Linked DNA regions of Mus musculus: region 1 is linked to region 2. A link is a contact called in public Hi-C data. All regions are on one chromosome and are shown on one strand. The core of a region is the stretch at or near the end of the contact, and the rest is flanking DNA. Distances in the headings are between cores, read along the strand shown. Region 1 has its middle 68 kb from the start of Bace2. Region 2 overlaps Dscam (DS cell adhesion molecule).

Region 1 (5,072 bases), core at 1,613-4,112, 210 kb before region 2:
TACCCACTGACTTTAACTGAGATAATTCCATCACATGGCTTTTATGAACAGTGCAGCAATAAACATGCATGCACGCATATCTATGACATGCATACATCTTCAGAAGTATTCTGACTGGACCATATGGTATTCTATTATTTTTAGTTTTCCGGGGAACTTCCACAATGAGTCTCACAGTGGGTGCACTAATGAACTTTAGGAGGCAGTGTGTCAGGTCCTTCTGCCCACATTTTTCCTTCATAGCCACTTTGACTTGGGTGAGGCAGACTCTCGTGTGGCTTTGGTGTGTGATTCTTTTCTCGATGAGGCCGAGGACATTTCTCCTTGTTCTTGCCTGCTGTGTGTGGGTCTTTGGGAGCATTCTCTTCAGGTTGTTGTCCATTTTCACAAGATTACAGGGTTTGCTACATGGTCTGAGCTCTTTTTGTTTTCCAGATATCTACTTCAGGAGACTGACTGAGGGTCCCTCCAAGTCTGTAGACCGTTGCTTGGCTGCTTCTTCTGCTCTGCCTAAGCTTTTTTTTTTTAAATAATTTTATTATTTTAATGTGTTGGGGGTACCTCATGTGTGTCAATGCACCATGTACATGAAGTGATCATGGAATCCAGAAGAGGGTAATGAAGAGGCTTTGTTTCCTGAGCTAGGGGACTTCTGTGCAGCGGTAAATCAGCACCTGTAACAGTGTCTCTCACAGTCCCTCTTGTGATTGCAGGTATTCCGGTTTTACAGAGATATCTTTGATCCGTTTGGAGTTGGGTTTTATACAGGTTGAGTAATGGGAACATAGCTTCAGTCTTTAAATGGAGCAGAGCTGGAGGTAACACAGCACCGAATTTAAAGACACAGGGACAAAGCCACCATGTTACCAACATAAATACAGAAAGTCACATGGAATAGACTAGAGGACCCAGATGTAAACCCATGCCCTCTCATCCAGAATACTCTTAGGCATCAAAAACACACAGAATCAAAAACAGTTTCCTGAGGTGGCTGGAAGCTGGCTCAGTGGTTAAGAACACTGCTGTGTTTTGTTGGTTTTTTTTTTTTTTCAGATTTGGTTCCCAGCACCCATGTCTGGAGGCTCACAGTTGCCTGAGACTCCATCTCTAGATGATCTGACTCTTTCCTCTGACCCCTCTAGGCAACACCCTCCATATACATAAATATAAATAAAATAATCTTAAATACAACAAGACAACTAGAGACCTCTGGTGGGAGATAGGGAGATGTCACCCAAGACTGAGCCTTGCGTTCTTTGAATGGCATCTCAGGAAAGGACACTATGCAAACTGTTCACACAGAGATGGTGCCCTGAGCACCCCCAGTGTATGTGTGCTTAATACAACCCTGCAGACCTGCAGACTGTACCCTGCAATGTCACCTGGGCTATAAGTTCTCATTGTTTTTCAAAATGTATTAAGGTTGTTGCTGAGAAAGGACAGAGAACTAGAGAGTGGGAGAGGTGCTTCTTGAATGTGTGTGTGTGTGTATGTGTGTGTGTGTGTGAGTGTGTGTGTATGTATGTGTGTGTGTGTGCACATTTCCCAGGCTTCCCTTTGTCAGATGTGTCTCTTTGCAAAAGTGGGTTACTATCAGCTGAGATCTACTTGTTCCTTCAAAGGTACAACAAAGCCCTACGAGCAATGCCCTCACCTACTCTGAGAGCAGACAGGGGCTCATCTCTAGCATGGAGGCTCTAATCCTGCTCTCTCAGTCTCTATCTGTGTTCCTCAGCCTTCCCTGGACTGAGCCTCCCCCTATAGGTAGCCACAGTCCCACTGACCAGTGTCCCTGTACTCATAGTCAGCCCCAGTAAGAGCATGCTCTCATTTTTGAGCCCTCCAGGGAGGTTGTTACCTTAGTTATTTTTTCTATTGCTGTGATAAAACACTATGACCAAGGCAAGGTATAGAAGAAAGAGTTTATTTGGGTTTATGGTTCTAAATGGTTAGTATCTGTGATGGTAGAGTGAAGATACATGGGCAGGAGCAGGAAGCTGAGAACTCACATCTAGAACTGCAAGCATCTGTGTTTGCTCCAGGAGGCCTTGGTCCCCCGCATCCCATAGGCAGGTCTGTGCCGGGCTACCTCAGAGCACTATTCAGACTGACCTGGACCAAGGTCATCATGGTGCATGAGTGTTTGAACTATGAATCTTCAGAATTCTCAGTGGCTCCCTGTCTCTTGCTCACCTCTGCAGATAGGGAAGACGATACAACTGTGGCAACTTTAATGAGATTCACCCCACAGTTTTAGGTACTTGAATACTCAGTCCCCAGCTAGGGCTGCTGTTCTGAGAGGTTTAGGAGGAGGTGTGGCTTTACCTGAGGAAGTTTGTCACTGAAGGCTATGACAAGGAAGTGAGACATGGTGCTCCACTTGATGGCTCGGCTCAGTGGGGATCTCAGAGCTCTGTAAACAGTGGACTTAGTGTCTCCCTGCCATAGTCAGTCAGTGCTTGGGTCAAGGTTTAACAGAACCACCTTTGCACGAGACCCCCCCTTTCTCACTCCCGTTTGGAGCCAGCTGGCTTTCACACACAAGGTCTAAATGAAATGCTATCAGAACTCCACCCTGCTCACATCCATTCTGTCTGGTTTCACCCACCTCTAATCTCATTTTTTTTTCTCCTCTGGTGCTCATCAGCTATAGCTTGGCATCAGCTCGGCAAAGAGATGCCTCCAAAATTAAATTCACAAAGGCCTTGGCAGCTGGTGCTAAATCCAGTCCTGACGTCGTCGTCTTTTGTCATCATCTCCACCCTGGGTTGCAGCCAACTCCCAGACCTGGGAATGGAGAAAGAGAGTGGGGCTTCACGGTGGATCCTGTCTGGCATGTGGGAAGGAAGCTGAGTCATGCTGAGGGAGCGATTAAAGGCTCTTGCCAAAACGTACTCTGCTCCTTCTGGGGGGGGTAACCCCTATGATAGGCACGGCTGCCCTGTGGTCAGGAAGAGGCCTCAAAATAATCAGGGCTGCAGCAGCCCTGACTCTCTCTTTTTACAAATTGCTTGAGGTTGGGCCTCCCTGCTTATTCATATTTCATGCTCTGCCCCTTTCCAGGCTGAATGGGTAATGGGTTGGGGAAAGCAGGGAGACCAGCGTGGCTACTTGGTAAACTTTGGGGGATTGACCGCATCACAGGCCTTTAATTCCCTTCAAAATTGCTGTAAAATATACTGTTCTTGCTCACTGTTCTACACAAAATAATATACTGTCCCCACTCACTGCTCTACAGAGCTGTTTTCCCCAACACAAGTGACATTATGCAGATTTTAAGCCAGCAAACCCCACTCTCTCTCCAACTCCACTGCTCATGTTTTTCTTTGAGAATTGTCACCTTCAGACAAGGCATTGCTGTCAACTTCCTCCTTGCCTGGCACTCCTTCACTGAGTTCTCTGTCATTGGCTGAAAAGACATCTTGTGCTAAGGGCCCTGCCTGGGAACATGTTTATATTTATAAATACATCATCTTTAAAGTCAGCACCAGAGGTTGTTGCCTACACTGCGTTCTCCCAGAAAGGCCTGGTCTCAGATTGAGCATCTCATTGTGTATGAACTTGGTACCTTGGCTCTATTTTAGAATGCTCAGTTCAGTGTAATTACTACAGTTTCTAAAGGAGTTACTGTGTAATTGCCACGTAGTTTATTTCGTGGTAACTATGCAATTAACTTGTCTCGTGTCTCTAAACGGAAAATACTGTAATTCTAATACAAATGTGTGGACTGTTAGTGTTCTTCGCCACGTTTAAAGTATTGTAGATGTTTTCTTTATTTTTCCTTCCTTTTCTTCAAGTAACATATAAAGTTTAGTCCATTATTTCTTCTTTCTCCCCTCCTCTTCTCCTCTCTTTCCCCCTTCTTTCCTTCTCTCTCCCTTTTGTCTTTTTAGGCTAAAGAAAGTTAAGATTGCTAAAATTTTGCTGGAGACCCCTAAATTATCAAGAAACTTGAGACATAAATATAGCAATAGTAGCTAAATTATCTGCAGGGATGAGTGCTGGGTTGGGACTCTTAAGAACCTCTTGAGGTCTGAGGGAAACTAAGAACGAGGCCAGGAGAAAGTTGGTTGGCCTGTTATTTACTTTCCATTGTATGACAGTTGGGTATATAAGGGAATTGGCTTGACTTGAGCCCTTTGTGTTTTCTGGCACAGGTGGGGCTAGGACTTGAGGGTGGGACTTGAGGCTCTATGAATGTCTTCAGGATATTCCACCTATTGTTTAAGGCAGAAGAAGGAGACAGATAGAATTGCAGAGTAATAAAAGGCTTTACAGACTGGAAGCAACTTCAGGGCTAATTACATCCTAGAAGAAAGTGGGATGTGCCAACTCAAGGACTTTTCCTTTCTTTCTTCCTTCCTTTCTTTCTTTCTTTCTTTCTTTCTTTCTTTCTTTCTTTCTTTCTTTCTTTCTTTTTTTTAAACTATCATTTGTCTGTGGTCAGCATAGTTAGTGTGTATATAGCACACTGAAATGATGGCTGAATTTCCCCCCATCTGACTCAGGGCATAGCCCTAGGCATAATTTAGGTCCATCTAATAGACCCATCTGTCCATCCCTCTATTCCCATATCCAAAGCATATAGAATGCTTAGGCTCTGGGCAAGAAGGAAGACACACTTCTGTCTAGTGGGAGTAACCCACAATTAAAGGATAAGCAGAGAGCCTGATGCTGGAGCTCACTCACAGCTGGGAGAGCAACTCGCTCCAAGCACAAATGCTGTGTGGGCCCTGGATGCTCTCCAAGGTGCCGAAGAAGCAGCTGCAACCCACCCTCCTAGAGCATACAGAGAACAGATGGGAGGACACATGAGCACACGGAGAAATTGTGGGGGATGCCATGTTCTGTGTTCTTCAGGGAGAAGGAGAAAATATGGGGAAGGCAGGGCTGTACTGGACATGAGGGCCAGGGAGGAAGGGTTCTGAAATAAGTGATCAAGTCAGAGCCTTGCCCTTGGAGACATTTGAAGAAAACAGCCTTTAAGTGTGGAAGCTGGAGACTTTTGTTTGTGGAGCAGAACGCTGGAGCCAGTGACCTGGGGCAGAAACCCCAGAACCAGGCCAGAGAGA
Region 2 (4,949 bases), core at 2,222-4,721:
GAGAGAGAGAGAGAGAGAGAGAGAGAGAGAGAGAGAGAAAGAGAAAGGGGTAGCTGGTTAGATTAGGGTCAAATGGATATAGGGAACAAAAGAAACAGAAGCTCCTACTTAACTAGGATAAGGCAGGTTTTTACCAATAGGAAGGGATGGATAAGGGGAATACCTGTAGAGATACAGCTTAGTGGTAGGGTTTGGTGAGGCTGGTAAGGCCTCTTACCCCAAAAAGTAGGGAAGCAGGGGGATGGGTTCCCAAAACTCTGTCAGTACCAAAAAAGATAGCCCTGGTGTCCAAAAAGAAGGAGACAGATCACCCTGATACTGTGATGACTATCTAAGGCTCCCTATCAGAAATGGTAGTGATTAGGCTAAGAGAGCCCAGGCCCTCTTAGTCATCCATGACCAGGCCTAAGAAGTTGGCTGGGGGGTGATTTGACCTAAGAGGTTGGCTGGAGCGTGATTTGGGTTTTATGTCCTCATGCTGCAAAGGAAGTGAGGATGGTCAATGGACCCCTGCCCGTCTTGATGGCACTGTGGGCCTGGTCAAAATGGTTGACCTATGCTGAGCTGGTGTCACACTTTGTGTAAAGATGCTCATCTGTGGCACCTTTGACATTTTGAGCTGCAAAGTTCTTTATCGTCAGGAGATGTACTGTGTCCTGGAGGAGACTCAGAAGAAAGCCAGCTACTGTGTCATGTTATAATACCTCATTAGCCCCAGTTGTGTCTGCCCTGATGGGCAGAACTGTCCTAGGTAGATAATGACTTCTCCAGTGTAAATTCTCTCCAAAAAATGAAAGAAAGAAAGAAAGAAAGAAAGAAAGAAAGAAAGAAAGAAAGAAAGAAAGAAAGAAAGAAGGAAAGAAAGAAAGAAAGAAAGAAAGAAAGAAAGAAAGAAAGAAAGAAAGAAAGAAAGAAAGAGAGAGCATATGCTAATGCTAATAATAATAAACTCAATATGAGAGATTTAAAGTAGAATATATACCACAGACAGCATAGCAGTCACGGCTGTGTCTTAGAAGCAATCCTCTTTTGCTGTTCCCCAGTAACCTGCCCAAATCCCAATGCTTCCCCATACTCTTTCTTGCAAGAACTGTGTGCTGTGTATTGTAGATGGTGACCATGGCCACTTGGCTGTGAACCCTCCTCATCTGCATACACTCTGCTTTCCTCCCATGGCCAGCACAGTTGTACAGTATAAGTACAAGTGTGTGTGTGTGCGCACGTGTGTGTGTGTTATAGAATGTTGACCATGAGAAAGTTTCTCAGATACTGGAAGGAAAATTAGATGTAGACACATCTGCACACTAATAATCAGCTGTTAACATTGTTCTTTCAAATCACTGTATCCATTCATCTGATCTGCCAATCATGGGGCAGGTACTCTTAGGCAGTGGAAGGCTAGATAGGAAATGATGTTCACATCTGAGGGGCTGGCTCACAGCCCAGGATGAGTACCAAGTGTCATTAAATAGTGACAATCATCATATGTGGCCTTCACTACAGTCTTGTCTCTCCAGAAGTGTTTTGTGGCCATCATTCCTACACTTTTATCTCAAATCCGAGCCGGAATCTTCCAGTTTTATTATCCATGTAGTTAATTAAAACTAGTTTAGAGGCAAAAGTAACTTATTTTGCGAAGCATGTTCACTTGAAATTGTCTCAATAATTGCATGAGCTATTTTGGGAATGAGAGCTAACATGTAATTAATTGCGGGACCCTTGTTCACATCCCCCTAGAAGAAGAGTCTCTGAGGAGATGAGTTCGTAGAAATGATGTCTATTTTAAAGCTGAGGGTGCATCTCATCTTCATTATTCTCTGCATCTTACTAGGAAAGCATGAGAACCTAGACATTGCTGAATCAAGCTCTAAGGCCCTTGACTTTGCCTGTTCATTGGAAACATCCTTGCAAAGCCTTCAGTGCTGGGAGACCTAATTGGCAGAGCATCCTATCATACATGAAGGCAACATCTGCCTCACATGGACATCTTAAGGTCCAAAGGGCCATGTGAAAACACTCAGTCTTTCCAAACAGAGGAGTCACCATACTGTCTCCATAATTTCACTACCATCATCTCAGAATAGTTCTTGACTGACTTTGTTTCTTTCTGTTAAAAGAATAAATTTCTCCCTCCAAATTTCATTAAGTTGAAACCATAAACTCAGGTGCCTTAGAGTGTGCATATATTGAGGATCACCTTAAAAGGGGTGATCAAATCAAAAGAGATTATTAAGGTATGTCTTAATTGAACATTGCTATGTAATTATGAGAATGGAGATCAGGATGTAGACATACACACAGACACACACGCAGAGACACACACACAAACACACACATACAGACACACACTGCAATACTTTGGTCTTGAAACTGTGCCAAAAGTAAAGGAAAATACATCTCTGTGGTTGAAACCGTGAGATTCTGTGGTGTTTTGTCAGAGTGATCGAGCAAGTTCATACACTCTCTATTCCCATGAGGTATATTGTGCCCCTCTCTGGCATCTGCTTTCCCTTCTGCCATAAGAAATGAAATGCTCCTGCTTCATGAACCAGATGAGTTCACACAAAACACTGAGGAGTATGTACTACAGAATTTAGTCAGCACCACCTCCTGTTAATATTGTACTGGTAGTTTAGGTGGCCGAATGCCAAATAAAACAAATCAAGAGCCAGTCTAGTCCCATGTCTCTTCAGAAGTGCAGTGGGGTAGTTCACAGTTCCCATGGAGAACTTCTTCAGAACATTCAAGATAACAACAGTCACCATTTTTTCTACTCACTGAGGTGTTTTTATGTGGCCTTTGGCATTCTCCAAATTTCTGGCCTTCTATGTTAAACAAAGGTGTCAAACTAGTTGTTATTTTGACATTTTTAACTGAATAGAATCAGTCTTTATATACTGCCATGCAAATAATCCTGTGTTCATGGCCTGGGGGGGTCATAGGTTAATTTTCTAAAGACTGGTTGTGATGGCATTTATATTGAACAGCACCAATCCTACTGGTATTTTTCAGTTACTTTCCAGTTGATGTGATGTAATATCTGACGAAAAGCAGCTTAAGGTAGGAAGGTCTATTCTAAATCACGTGGTGCAGTGTGTCTATCATGGTAGCAGGAGTGTGAGGTCATCTGTAGTCATGCAGCAGAGAGAAATGAATTAGTGCTCAGATCGCTTTCTCCTTTTGATTCAGGCCAAAGCCCAGCCCATGGGAAAGGACTAGCTCACATTTAGTATGGGTCTTCTCTGCTCATTTAAACCTTTCAGAAAATACCCTCATACACAGAGATGTGTTTCTATGGTGATGCTAAATCTTGTCGACTTGTCAGTGAAGAGGAACCACACAACACCTAAGCTAGTTGTATGCATGGCATTTTCAATAAGATTCTTTAAGCACCCCTTGTATACAGATGAGACATTGGTGACATAGGCTCTGGAGCAGTGTGGATTCTGGTTCCTATTTCATCATCTCCTGCAGTCCTGTTGCCTTAGCAACACTCTAACAATATCTCACTGCAGATCTCACTTACGTGCAAATAGCCATGGAGAGAGAGATGGGCCACATACCTACTCTGGCTCTGGGGCATTCCCTGAAGGGTCGCAGGGGTTCCTTATGGTAGCATCTCAGTTTTGTCTATCTCCTCAAGGAGAGATTTTCACTAAAGTTCTACAAATACTGTGCCTGGTGATATCTTCTTGCTCTCTCTTGAAAATGGGTAATCCTGAGTTGATTTAATTTGAAATATGCCAGTAGTTACTTCCAGGCAGTACAGCTTAATTTGGTTTTCAAAAGTTATCAGTGAGGGAATGTTTTAAAAGTCGTATTTTCCTTAAACATGTTCTGAAGAATTCCAGGCCAACCCAACCTTCCTGAAAAGATGTGTCTCTGTCACATTCCTTCAAATGTGTCAAATCCAAATCAACTAAAATTTCCATGGGATAATAGGCTTCTTTATGAGCTTTCCCTGTGTGGTTAGGGATAGGGGTGGTGGGGTGGGGAGCTGGACAGCTGGCCTCTTCCATGAATGACAAGGAGGTTTTAAGTATGAGGAAATGTCTTGGGTGGCTGCAGTGCCTCTGATTAGTACAGCCCATGCCTCATCTCACAGATTCTAGGGTTGTTGATGGAGTATCCTGTTGCCTGGAGGATGTTTGAGATCCATTCCGATACCTCACGGCAGGGTAGTAGGATCCTTCCTTCTTTAGATAAACTTGTGTGATTCAGCAGATATGTCGAAATCAGTGAATTCCAACTGAGATCCGATCTCTCCAAGGAAACACAGTGTGACTGTAAGTTACCTTTGATGCCACCGTGCCTTTGAATGTGTGATACTTTTGCTTTGGATTCAGACCTGGAGGAAGAAGGTACTCTGAAAAGCATGATTCCTGGTTTGGTTGCTTTCATCCTTGATCATAATTCTAATACTGAGACCTACTCAGAAGTAGATAATGTAGATTCTACAGAACAATAATAACAAGAAGAAAAGGGACAAATGCTGGAGTCAAAGACATTCCTTGGTAGATTTTGCTTTATTTTATTTTGCTTTATTTTATTTTGCTTCATTTTATTTTATTTTATTTTATTTTATGTTATTTTATTTTATTTTATTTGCTCTAGTGGAAGAACATACTATAGAGCCTTAGTTTGTGTAAACATAGTGGATTAAAAAGGAAAGTAGCAGCCTGTGTGTGTGTGTGTGTGTGTGTGTGTGTGTGTGTGTGTATGTGTTTGCCTGTGGAAGCCAGAGATCAATGTTACGCAACAAGGAATACTCAACATTGAGTGGGTGCAGGGATTGGTTAGAACTCAGGTACTGGTGCTTAAGTGGTGAGCACTAGACAGATGAGCCATCTCAGATTTTCTTTTTGGGTTTTGTTTTGAGATAAGATGTCACTTGTAGTCTAGCACAGGCTTCCCTCAAACTTGCTGGACCCTTTAGCTGTTATGTAATT

What was found. A called contact is a pair of places that touch in the nucleus more often than the background predicts.
Region 1: a Hi-C map of the C2C12 cell line shows a contact between it and region 2, with 5 times the contacts expected there. The contact joins two enhancer-like sites. A contact is called at or near these places in 11 of 484 Hi-C or Micro-C datasets (the C2C12 cell line, adipose-derived mesenchymal stem cells, cortical neurons and 6 more) and 1 of 115 datasets of contacts at active chromatin or transcription factors (stem cell-derived neural progenitor cells).

What each region holds. Positions count from the first base shown.
Region 1 is chr16:97,286,606-97,291,677 of GRCm38.p6, reverse strand. No RefSeq gene overlaps it. Among named protein-coding and RNA genes, the nearest start is that of Bace2, 68 kb to the left of the region's middle. Within about 2 kb of position 2,862, at least 76 of the 459 cell types and tissues checked have an H3K27ac peak or open chromatin away from gene starts, as enhancers often do. A contact at or near this core is called in the C2C12 cell line and cortical neurons, where this site is marked.
Region 2 is chr16:97,073,858-97,078,806 of GRCm38.p6, reverse strand. The region is part of intron 1 of Dscam (DS cell adhesion molecule); the gene reads left to right. Among named protein-coding and RNA genes, the nearest start is that of Dscam, 94 kb to the left of the region's middle. Within about 2 kb of position 3,471, at least 13 of the 459 cell types and tissues checked have an H3K27ac peak or open chromatin away from gene starts, as enhancers often do. A contact at or near this core is called in the C2C12 cell line and cortical neurons, where this site is marked.